Regions from separate parts of the Sus scrofa genome. Here regions 1 and 3 are each linked to region 2. The links are chromatin contacts, called in public HiChIP or PLAC-seq and promoter capture Hi-C maps. All regions are on one chromosome and are shown on one strand. Each heading gives the region's core, a stretch centred on a gene start, on an enhancer-like site or on the middle of the called end of the contact. The rest is flanking DNA. Distances are from core to core; before and after follow the strand shown. Region 1 overlaps LAMC2 (laminin subunit gamma-2). Region 2 holds the start of SHCBP1L (testicular spindle-associated protein SHCBP1L). Region 3 holds the start of NMNAT2 (nicotinamide/nicotinic acid mononucleotide adenylyltransferase 2).

What was found. Promoter capture Hi-C pulls out the DNA fragments that hold promoters and counts their contacts. HiChIP or PLAC-seq counts read pairs in DNA pulled down with a chosen protein or histone mark.
Region 1: a contact with region 2 is called in an H3K27ac HiChIP or PLAC-seq map of skeletal muscle. The contact joins the enhancer-like site here to the promoter of SHCBP1L in region 2. A contact is called at or near these places in 11 of 47 Hi-C or Micro-C datasets (epiblast stem cells, fetal skeletal muscle, heart right ventricle and 6 more) and 1 of 2 datasets of contacts at active chromatin or transcription factors (skeletal muscle).
Region 3: a promoter capture Hi-C map of fetal skeletal muscle shows a contact between it and region 2, with 5 times the contacts expected there. The contact joins the promoter of NMNAT2 here to the promoter of SHCBP1L in region 2. A contact is called at or near these places in 1 of 5 promoter capture datasets (fetal skeletal muscle), 1 of 47 Hi-C or Micro-C datasets (embryonic fibroblasts) and 1 of 2 datasets of contacts at active chromatin or transcription factors (skeletal muscle).

The regions. Positions count from the first base shown.
Region 1 is chr9:124,490,190-124,493,543 of Sscrofa11.1, reverse strand. The region is part of intron 25 of LAMC2 (laminin subunit gamma-2); the gene reads right to left. Among named protein-coding and RNA genes, the nearest start is that of LAMC2, 64 kb to the right of the region's middle. Within about 2 kb of position 1,898, at least 15 of the 83 cell types and tissues checked have an H3K27ac peak or open chromatin away from gene starts, as enhancers often do. A contact at or near this core is called in mesenteric adipose tissue, retroperitoneal adipose tissue, skeletal muscle and 1 more, where this site is marked.
Region 2 is chr9:124,219,997-124,223,350 of Sscrofa11.1, reverse strand. It overlaps SHCBP1L (testicular spindle-associated protein SHCBP1L), which reads left to right and starts at 1,501. Exons shown (of 10, transcript XM_021063784.1): 1 at 1,501-2,235. The coding sequence starts at 1,831.
Region 3 is chr9:124,696,561-124,699,939 of Sscrofa11.1, reverse strand. NMNAT2 (nicotinamide/nicotinic acid mononucleotide adenylyltransferase 2) reads left to right here and starts at 2,029. Exons shown (of 14, transcript XM_021063806.1): 1 at 2,029-2,465. SMG7 (protein SMG7) reads right to left here. Exons shown (of 22, transcript XM_021063792.1): 1 at 2,298-3,379. The coding sequence starts at 2,326.

The sequences.
Region 1 (3,354 bases), core at 649-3,148, 270 kb before region 2:
ACACTGCCAGGCTGGCCTGTCTTAGGGAAAAAGAAAGGCATTAAGAGGAGTTCCTGTCATGGCACAGTGGAAACGAATCCGACTAGAAGCCATGAGTACGTAAGTTCGATCCCCAGCCTCACTCAGTGGGCCTCAGTGAGCTCTGCTCAAGTAAGATCAGCCTTTCTTCATCCACACTGCCAGGCTGGCCTGTCTTAGGAGAAAAAGGCATTAAGAGGAGTTCCCGTCATGGCGCAGTGGAAACGAATCTGACTAGGAGCCATGAGGCTGCAGGTTCGATCCCTGGCCCCGCTCAGTGGGTAAGGATCCAGCATTGCTGTGACCTGTGGTGTAGGTCGCAGACACGGCTTGGATGAGCCTATATCTTGGGTCACTCCCTCCACATATGGACCTTTCCAGGCTCGGGGTCGTATCAGAGCTGTAGCCACTCAGCCTACGTCAGGGCCCCCCAGCAACGCGGGATCCAAGCCGCATCTGCATCTACACCAGAGCTCACGGCAACACCAGGGATCGAACCCACAACCTCATGGTTCCTAGTCGGATTCGTTAACCACTGAGCCATGATGGAACTCCTGTTCTTGCATTTTGAATAGCCTAGTTTAGGCCGCTGGGCTCTTTTTTTTTTTTTCCCTCCGGGCCACACCTGAGGTCTAGAGGTATAGGAAGTTCCCAGGCGAGGAGTTGAAACAGAGCTACAGAGCTGCACCTGCCACCTACAGCACAGCTCACAGCAACACTGGATCCTTAACCCACTGAGCAAGGCCAGGGATCGAACCCACAACCTCATGGTTCCTAGTCAGATTCGTCAAGCACTGAGCCACGATGGGAACTCCTATTCTTAGGTTTTGAATAGCCTGGTTTAAGCCGCTGGGCTTTTTTCCCCACTGAGCAAGCACTGAGCAAGGCCAGGGATCGAACCCACAACCTCATGGTTCCTAGTCGGATTCGTTAACCACTGAGCCATGACGGAACTCCTGTTCTTGCATTTTGAATAGCCTAGTTTAGGCCACTGGGGTCTTTTTTTTTTTCCGGGCCACACCTGAGGCATAGGAAGTTCCCAGGCGAGGAGTTGAATCAGAGCTGCACCTGCCACCTACACCACAGCCACAGCAACGCGGGATCTGAGCTGCGTGTGCAATCTACACCACAGCTCACGGCAACGCCGGATCCTTAACCCACTGAGCAGGGCCAGGGATCGAACCCGCAACCTCATGGTTCCTAGTCGGATTCGTTAACCCACTGAGCCACAACAGCAACTCCACCGCTGGGCTCTTTAGTTAAGCAATATGAAGCTTAGATTTCTGTTTTCATGTTAGAGTCAACAGCTCATGCTCTAAGAAGATGAAGGCCGAAGGTCATAGGGGGCTGAATACTGCCCAGCAAAGCTCATCCCTAGGATGAGAGTCATCTCCAAGTTATGCTTTCTGAACCACCCTTAGGAAATATTTTGCTGTCTTCTATTCGAAGATCTTTAGAAACTGGCTGGGCTTCAGGGTTTTGAGAGGCCAAGGTATGCTTTGCTATTGGGGGATGGAGTCCAGCTGTCAGGAAATGGTGTAAGACTCCACTCTGGCCTGAAACAGCAGGAATCTGGCTAGATATTAGCTTATTTACAATATGAAATGTAGTCGTGTTTGTTCAGGTATGTTTTACCCATAAACGAGCTGAAACTAATGTCAGCATGATCGGCACCTGGCCAGACCCATTTGGTTTGAATCGGTTTGAGTGGAACTTAGTCAATTCAAACTCAAGGTCAGGTGCAGGGACAGCATTTGACTACAGAAGTTATTACATTTTGAAAGATTCCGCTTATTGTTCCAGGACTCAAGAGAGCAGACAGAGCAGGAACAGCACTAGGACAGAAATGCTGATCCGGTGGTCAGTCCTTTGCCTGGGGGAGGGGGAAGCCAGAATTTAGGGTTTTGACATGCAGGGAAAGTGAAGCAGGCTTGGGGCCAAAATGTCCATGGGGAGGCAGCATGAGCTTCTTAAAAACAGCAGGAGCCCTGGAGACAGAGGCCTCAGTTTGAATCCTGCCTCCACAATTTTCTGTGTGATCTGCGGGACACTATTAAACTCCCCGAGCCTCCTCTAACTCCTCTGTGAACAAAATAATAAAATGATAAGCCCATCTCCTGGGACCTTTAACAGACTAAGATGATCTTATACCATGAAAAACCCGCCTGGCACATAGCAAATGTCTCCCTCCTCTCACTTTCTCCTTACAGGCCCTGGTTGTTTCATTACCTTTTCAGATCCCTAAACAAAGCTGCTAAACTCTCACCTAGGGAGGTTTGGGTTTTGTGTTGTCGTTGGGTTTGTTTGTTTTGTTTTCTCGGGGGATGGGGGGGGTAATTGGATCACAGAGAAGACCCATCAGTATAACAACACAGGCTAAATTGGTCTCTACATTGGGCGGTGATGACGCTGCACAGAAAAACCAGGCTTTAAAGTGGGTCCCTGAACTGAGCAAGCAGAACCCAGCCATTTCCTAAACGTTGCTGGAATCTCTGAGTCCCCAGTTCCGTATCTGCTGTGCTTCAAGCTTGGTAAAACCGGCCAAATGAGTGTGACATCAGTTCAGCCTAAATCCAGGATTTTAATTAATATCAGTTTTCTCTCTCTCTCTTTGTTTTTGTATTTTTGGTCTTTTGTCTTTTCTAGGGAGGAACCGTGGCATATGGAGGTTCCCAGGCTAGGGGTCGAAATGGAGCTGTAGCCACCGGCCTACACCACAGCCACAGCAACGCGGGATCCGAGCCGCATCTGCCACCTACACCACAGCTCACGGCAACACCAGATCCTTAACCCACTGAGCGAACCTGCAACCTCATAGTTTCTAGTCGGATTCATTCACCACTGAGCCACGACACAAACTCCAGTATCAGTTTTCTTTTGTGAGGGATTCTGTGAGGAAACCTGAGCTGCTCCACATGGAGCCATTGAAAAAAATTTTATCCTAGGGAGTTCCCTGGTGGCCTAGTGGATTAAGGATCTGGGATTGTCACTGCTGTGGTTTGGGTTTGATCCCTGGCCTGAGAACTTCCGTATGCCACAGGTGTGGTGAGAAAAAAAATATTTTATCCTAAAATGTTTGCAGTATCTCACGGACCTACCACCTTGACATTCCTTCTGGGTCACCTACAGCTCAAGTTTCCACAGCTGGTTACGTCGAAGTATCACTGTGGTTTGGGGCAGGACAGACAGCAGAATCGGCGAGGATTCTTGACCTCACCGACTGGGAAGATCTTGCCCCTCTCACCACTCCTACGCCTCAGAGCGGGCGCCGTCACCTCTGCTCAGTTACATCAACGGTCTCGTAAGTGATCTCATCCGGCCTCTTGGTAACCCGCC
Region 2 (3,354 bases), core at 252-2,751:
AGTTTTTATCATAGTTTTTACCAAATTCTATCACCTATTTACCCATTTGTCCCCTTCACTAGGATTATGAGAACAGAATTTTGTATTTTATGTCTAGAACTTCGGTATCTATGCATTGCCTGGCACATAGCAGCTCCCTTACAAATACTTGTTTTCTTTTCCCTTCCCTCCCTTCCTCTCTCCCTCCCTTTCTTCCTTCCTTCCCCTGGGAGGCAGCTGTTGTTTTTAAACTTTAGACTAAGACAAGTGGTCTCTATTATTCTGAACCTTGGAATTTAAAAAAAATACAAAATTTATTAAAACCAACGTTCTGAAGAATGCTGGTGTAAACTATCCACTTGTGGTAAATGAAATCTATAATTAGAGAATCATTAAAAAAAAATCCAGGACTTCTGACAAAAGGAATAAACTTAGAGGAAGTTTAGAGGAAGGAATAAACTTAGAGGAATCAACTTTAAGGAATAAACTTGGAGGCTCAGCGGGTTATGAACCTGACTAGTATCCATGAGGATGCAGTTTCCATCCCTGGCCCAGCTTAGTCAACACTGCCATGAGCCCTGGTGTAGGTGGCGAGAGATGGCTGGGATCTGGCATTGCTGTCGAGTGTCGGCCAGCAGCTGTAGCTCCAATTTCACCCCTAGCCTGGAAGCTTCCATAGCTGCAGCTACGGCCCTAAAAAGAAAAAAAAAAAAAAAGAAAGTAATAAACTTAAGAGTCAAACATGATGAATGTTGTAATTATTCCCTGAGCTAGAGTAACACGATATTAATCCTAATATTTTCCTCAAAATAAACTCCAAATTTAACACAATGTCCTTCCAGATGAGGGTGAAGGCAGGCAGGTGTTTTCCCAATGCTGTTTCTCTCCGTGGGAGCTGTCAGCCCCAGTGCAGTACTTCACAGCTGGACTATAAACAAAAGTTATTCCAATTGGCTCCGCTTAGGTTCAATAGCAAAAAAAAAAAAAAAAAAAAAAAAAACAGAAACGAGTGGTCCCTGCCGTCCAAATTGTATTCCGTGGAGTAGACTTTTACTGTGAAAGTGTTCACAGTTCGCGCACATTACTCTCAGCTGGACACGAGCGCCCAGCTTCACAGTTACATAATATAGTCTCTCACGTGAGAATTTTCAGCAGCACAAAGGGACATGAAAATAGACTACCTTACCCTTCTTGGCAGAAACTGTCTTGCTTAAAATGTCAAAGAAATTTTATTTTGGGAACCCTGTGCAGATGCTGCGGGAAACCGAGGTCTCCGGACTCCCCACGAAGTTCCTCTAGTAATCACCAGAAAGTTCCAGTTATCATCGCCACCCAGTTTACCAATAAATTTTCTTTCAGGCTGTGTCTGTGCGGCCATGGGTGTGCTGGAGGGTTGGGTGCTGCCTCCGCTTGTTCGGACCTGAGGACCCGGAGGGCGACTCAGGGTCACCCTGAAAACGCCTGAGGAGCCCATGGCAACCCTCCCCGAGGAGGCAATTCTGTTTCTGGAGAGTTCTGAGGCGAGCGGGGTGAGGTCAGAGCCAGCAGCCGGGGGGCGGACTCCCAGAGCAGTGGCGCCCCTCCCCCGCCTCAGGCCACGCGGTCCAACTCTTCCAGAACCTTCCTTCCGCCCCGCCCCGTCGCGCCCGCCCCGCAGCAGCCCTACTCACCTCAACCTCCAGAACCCCTTCGGACACGGGCCGCGCCGAGCGCCCCACGCCGCAGCGGGATCCCCGCGAGCCGCCGCCGCGCACGTTGCGGGCCCTGAGGCCTCTGCTCGCCCATTGGCCCGCGCCGTCCGGGCGGGAGAAGTGGCCAACGGCCGCCGCTGGCCGTCAGGGTGCTGCGGCCATGGCGTCGGGACCCAGGCCCGCGGTGCCTGAAGACTCGGTCCGAACCGTCAGCCCCGGCCGGCGAGGCGAGAAGACTGTCTCCGCGCCCACTGGGGAGTTGGAGGCGGCAGGGACCCTGAAGAGCGTCGTGTCCCCGGTGCGGTCGGTGGTGGCCTCCCCTCGTCGCGTGAAGGGGAAAGCGGGCCGGGAGGCGGCCCGGCGGCGACTCCAGCTCCTGTCGGTCTCTCAGGCCGAGGGCCCGGGGGAGGGGCCCGACGAGAAGGAGGAGCCCCTTCTGTCGGTGCTGGAGGAGGATGACGAAGAGGCGCAGCCGCTGCCCCCAGTCTGCGTGTCCCCTACGAGGGGGATGTGGCGGGACGAGAAGGTGGCGCTGTATTGCGACGGGATCCTGCAGGACTGCAAGGTGAGAAGGAGACGGAGAAGGGCGGGAATCCAGCCTAGACGGACTCGGGGCTTCCTTTTGTGGTGATGGGGTACCGAGGGCACAAAGAAAGCCTACATTTCAGAGCTCCCGCTGTGGCGCGACAGGATGGGCAGCCTCTTGGGAGCGCTGGGACGCGGGTTGCGTCCCCTGTCCCGCACAGCGGGCACAGCATCCTGCATTGCCGCGGTTGCGGCTTGGATCTCATCCTTGACCCTGGAGCTCCAATATGCCGCAGAGTGGCAAAAAAAAAAAGAAAAAAAAAAAAGAAAGAAAGAAAGAAAAGCTTGCATTTCAACAAAATACATGTGCTAAACATTTATAGGGATTTCACTTTGTTAGAGGTATCCAGACCCTGTTAAAAGAGTTACAATTAGATTTTCCTTCAAACAGACGATATATCAGTTAAGGGGACAGTTTTGATAGAATAATTCTCTGGTTTTCCGATGGTTGAAGATAGATAGACCTTATTAGTGCCCAGGTAGGCATCTTGTTTTCATATAACAATCAGTGCCCAGGGAGTTCCTGCTGTGGCTCAGCGGTAAGGAACTTTTCTAGTATCCATGAAGATGCAGGTTCTATCCCTGGCCTAGCTCAGTGGGTTAAGGCACCAGCGTTGCAGTGGCTGTGGCATAAGCCAACAGCTCTAGCTCCAATTCAGCCCCTAGCCTGGGAACTTCCATATGCCGCAAGTGTAGCCCTAAAAGATCAAAAAAAAAAAAAAAAAAAAAAAAGTGTGCCCAAACAGAAGGATAAGATTATTTAGCCTTGACTTTTACACAATACTAAAAACGTTTACACTTTAAGAATCATTCCCAGACATCAGTCTAGGATGTGGAATGAGGCTTTGTAAAGAAAATAGAGCAAATATTGTATATTTCTAACTTTTTTATTTTTTGCGTTTTAAGGCCTCACATGTGGCATATGGAAGTCCCCAGGCTAGGAGTCTAATCACAGCTGCAGCTATGGCCCTACACCACAGCCACTGCAGTGCCAGATTTGAGGCGCCCCTGCAACCTACACCACAGCTCATGGCAACACCAGATACTTAACCCAGTGAGTGAGGCCAGGGATCAAAGCCGAGTCCTCATGGATACTAGT
Region 3 (3,379 bases), core at 780-3,279, 480 kb before region 2:
TAGACCATGCCTTCCTATGTTCACTCTTTTGTTCACCACCGAATCCACGGTGCCTAGAATATAGTAAGTTCCCAAGACATACTTGTGGCAAGAATGGATGGATTCTGACATGTCACACACAGTATAGCAAATCTGGAGTTAGAAGCCCTACATCTGAGTTAGAGTTTCCACATACCAACATATGATCCTCAACAATTTTTAACTTCTTTGGGCTATACTTTATCTGTAAAAAGAAGAGTTCAAACTTGGTAATCTATGAAGCTCTTTTCCAGCTACATCATCTTAAGGTCTTGATTAACTCGACTGAACACCTGCCCTGGCCCCCACCCCCCTTTCTATGGATCTCTACTCGGTTTCTTTCCTTTTGGATTCCTCCTTCTCAATCCACACTTGTCAGAATACTGTTTATCCTTAAGGTCCCCTTAAGTGTCATTTTATTCCTGAAGCCTAACAAACTTTAAATTCTCTAAGAGGAGGATGAAGTTCTTATTTTTCTATTCTCAGTAGTCAGTACAATGCCTCCCATATAGGTGATCGACAAAACGACTGATGAATCATGTGTATGAATGAGCAAATAAACAAAGGAAGCTTTTCCTGATCCACCCCAATTGCTCAGGTAATCTCCTGCCTTTGGACTCTTACAACACTTGGCATCTTTTATGATCTTTACCATATTTTACTCACCTAATACACACTTGTCTGGAAATTCCTTAAAATTAAGGACCATCCTAATAGTTTTCCATATTCCCTTCTACAGCATCTATTATACATCTTTGTCACAGTTGTATATATTAGTTTATGTGACATGTTAAACAATCAAGAGATAATAAAGGAGAAGAATGGACCTCAATGTATAGGTATTATTCCAACTACCTGCTATTGGGCATATATGTTGTATTATGGATCCTGTACCCGTTAAACTTGGGGATTCAACAATAATTGAAAGATCTCATTTCCTCCTTTGCACACTCTGCTTAATAAAACTATTACTACTTTCAAAAGTAGAATAGCTACCCTCATGTATCACTTAACTACATACCTTCCTTCCAACACACATGCAAGGATCCATTTTCACTTCACTAAACAGCTTAAGTGACTTTGGGCTCATTTCAGACTTCTACCCCATCCAATTCCCTCCTCCACAAGGTGTGAAACCACTTTTTAAAGCATTTTCCCATAAGTGAGCCCTTTTAGTTCTGTTAAAGCCAAAAAGGACCCGTTTCAAGGCCTTCCTTCCCCCTTCTAAGCAGTGGCAACTCCTTAATTAACCTCAGGTTCCAACAATCTTTTTATTTTTCCCTGCCATCAGGATTTTGACCCTCGTTTACCTCTACCCCCACCTCCAAGCTCTTAGTCTGCTTCCATGGAACCTTCTTAGCTGCACAATAGCTGGTGTCTTTCTGTTCAATATGCTCTCGCCATCATGCACTTGGTTCCACTGTGTCTGCATCTTCTTCCACCTACAATATGCATCAATCGCCCCCCTTAATCCTCCCCAGATACACATACTCTCACACTCTATACCCATGTGTCACACTACCCCCCCACATACAAGTGCTTAACACCACTCTTAAGCCACACGACACTTAGAATGGTACCTTCCAAATGCACTGATTCTAACCCAGGTTCTTTGGGGGAACCCAACCCCGTCCACAGTACCTCCCTCTTTCCTCACTTCCTCATCCATTCCCCTTCTTTACGCCTCCAACCCCCCACCCGCCAACTAACTACAGATGACATTATTCCTCCGTATTTCCAACCCCAGAATGAAGAACAAACTCCAGCTTCCTGCGGTCTCTCGCTCCACTAGTCCTTCCTTCCCAGCCCCCTACTCACCCCAGGTGTGCAGACTTCCACCTCGTCTTCTCCCCATGCATCGCTCTAGCCAATCCCACACCACACCAGGTTTCTCCGCCACCCGCATCAGACTCCTCCACACCCACCTTCACTCGGGGTCGCGGCCGCCTCTGGGAGCGCCTCTCCCCACCCCTCGCCTGCGAGCCCGCGACCCGGGGCGCGCGCACACACACGTTCTCACGCTTTCCTAACCTCCCTCCCCGCACCGAGAGGAGCCGGCTTCGCTGGAACTCAGGCCGGCCCGTGGGGGCTAGGCACCCATGTGTGTGCCCGCTCCGCCCCCTCCCGCAGAGCCTCTCGCAGCCCCCGCCTCTCCGTCGGAGAACGAGAGGACACAGCAACTCCCCCGCCACCCCGGACATACCACCTCTGTGTCTGTTGCTCCATGCCCGAACCTTCGGTCCGCTCCCCTCTACGTACGGGCCGTCCTCGGCACTCACCGGAGATACTGCGCGCTCTGCAGGCTCATCCTCCGCCGCCCGCGTCTTCCCGCGAAGCCTCTGTGGGTCTCTCAGGCTCCTCGGAGCGGCCCCGCGGCACCGCGGGTGCTGGCGGCCGCCGCCATCTTCCTCTCCTCCGGCTCCTCCTCGCTCGGCGGGGGGGTGGGGGTGAGTGAGGCGAGGGGGAGGGAGCGGGGAAAGCTGCTCTCGCTGCTGCTCCGGCCCGTGGGGCGCAGGGACACTCCGACCCGGGAGGGGGAGGGGGAGGGAGGAGGGATGGGGGCGGGGGAAAGAGGAGGGAGAAGTAGAGGAAGGAAGTGTGGGGGTCTCTCTCGCGAGATTTCAGCGGCGCCGGTCCCTCCTGGCGATTTCCGCCTTTCGGTAGCGCTCCCTCTTGGGATCTGTTAGCTCGGCTGCACCTGCGCGGCTGCTGAGTAGCCCGCTGGAGACGCTCGGCGGCTTCCGGCCAATCCACCCCTCTCCTCCCGCGCGAGGGGGCAACCCCACCCTCACCGGGAACATTGAGCCCAAATCAACTGGGAGTTACACTGAAAGTCTTCCCCCGTCTTTCCACTCCACCCAATTTCTAGCTTCCTTTTTCCACCCCTCCACTCTTCCGTACCGGAAACGCCTCCCCTTCCTCGTACAGTTCCGGCCGCCAGTCCCTCGTTTCTGATCTGCCCTCGAGCCCTAGAGTGACGCTAAAGGACCCCCCTCCTTTTTTTCTGCGGCCCCTCCCCCTTCACGCTGGGAGACTGTTGGAGGGGATAGGGTGGAGCCCCAGGGAAGAAAAGAAACCAATCGGATTGGATAAGCAGCTGCCAAGGCAACTGAAGGCTGCAGTTGTATTGTCATAGTAACCAATTTGTGCGCACCGAGTGACCCTCCCTTGGCGAGTGGATTCCCGGAGAAGTGCCCAGGGTTCCCCCTTGGCTTCCCTTCCATCCAAAGGCTTCCCCTCAGGTTGGGAATACGGGTAGTTCTCTTGGGGAGTGAAGTTCATTTCCTCCTCCCTTTCCCTTTCCCGCAGCGATGGGGGAGACCCCGAGGCATTCACCATGGGCTTTTCCACCCGCCTACGG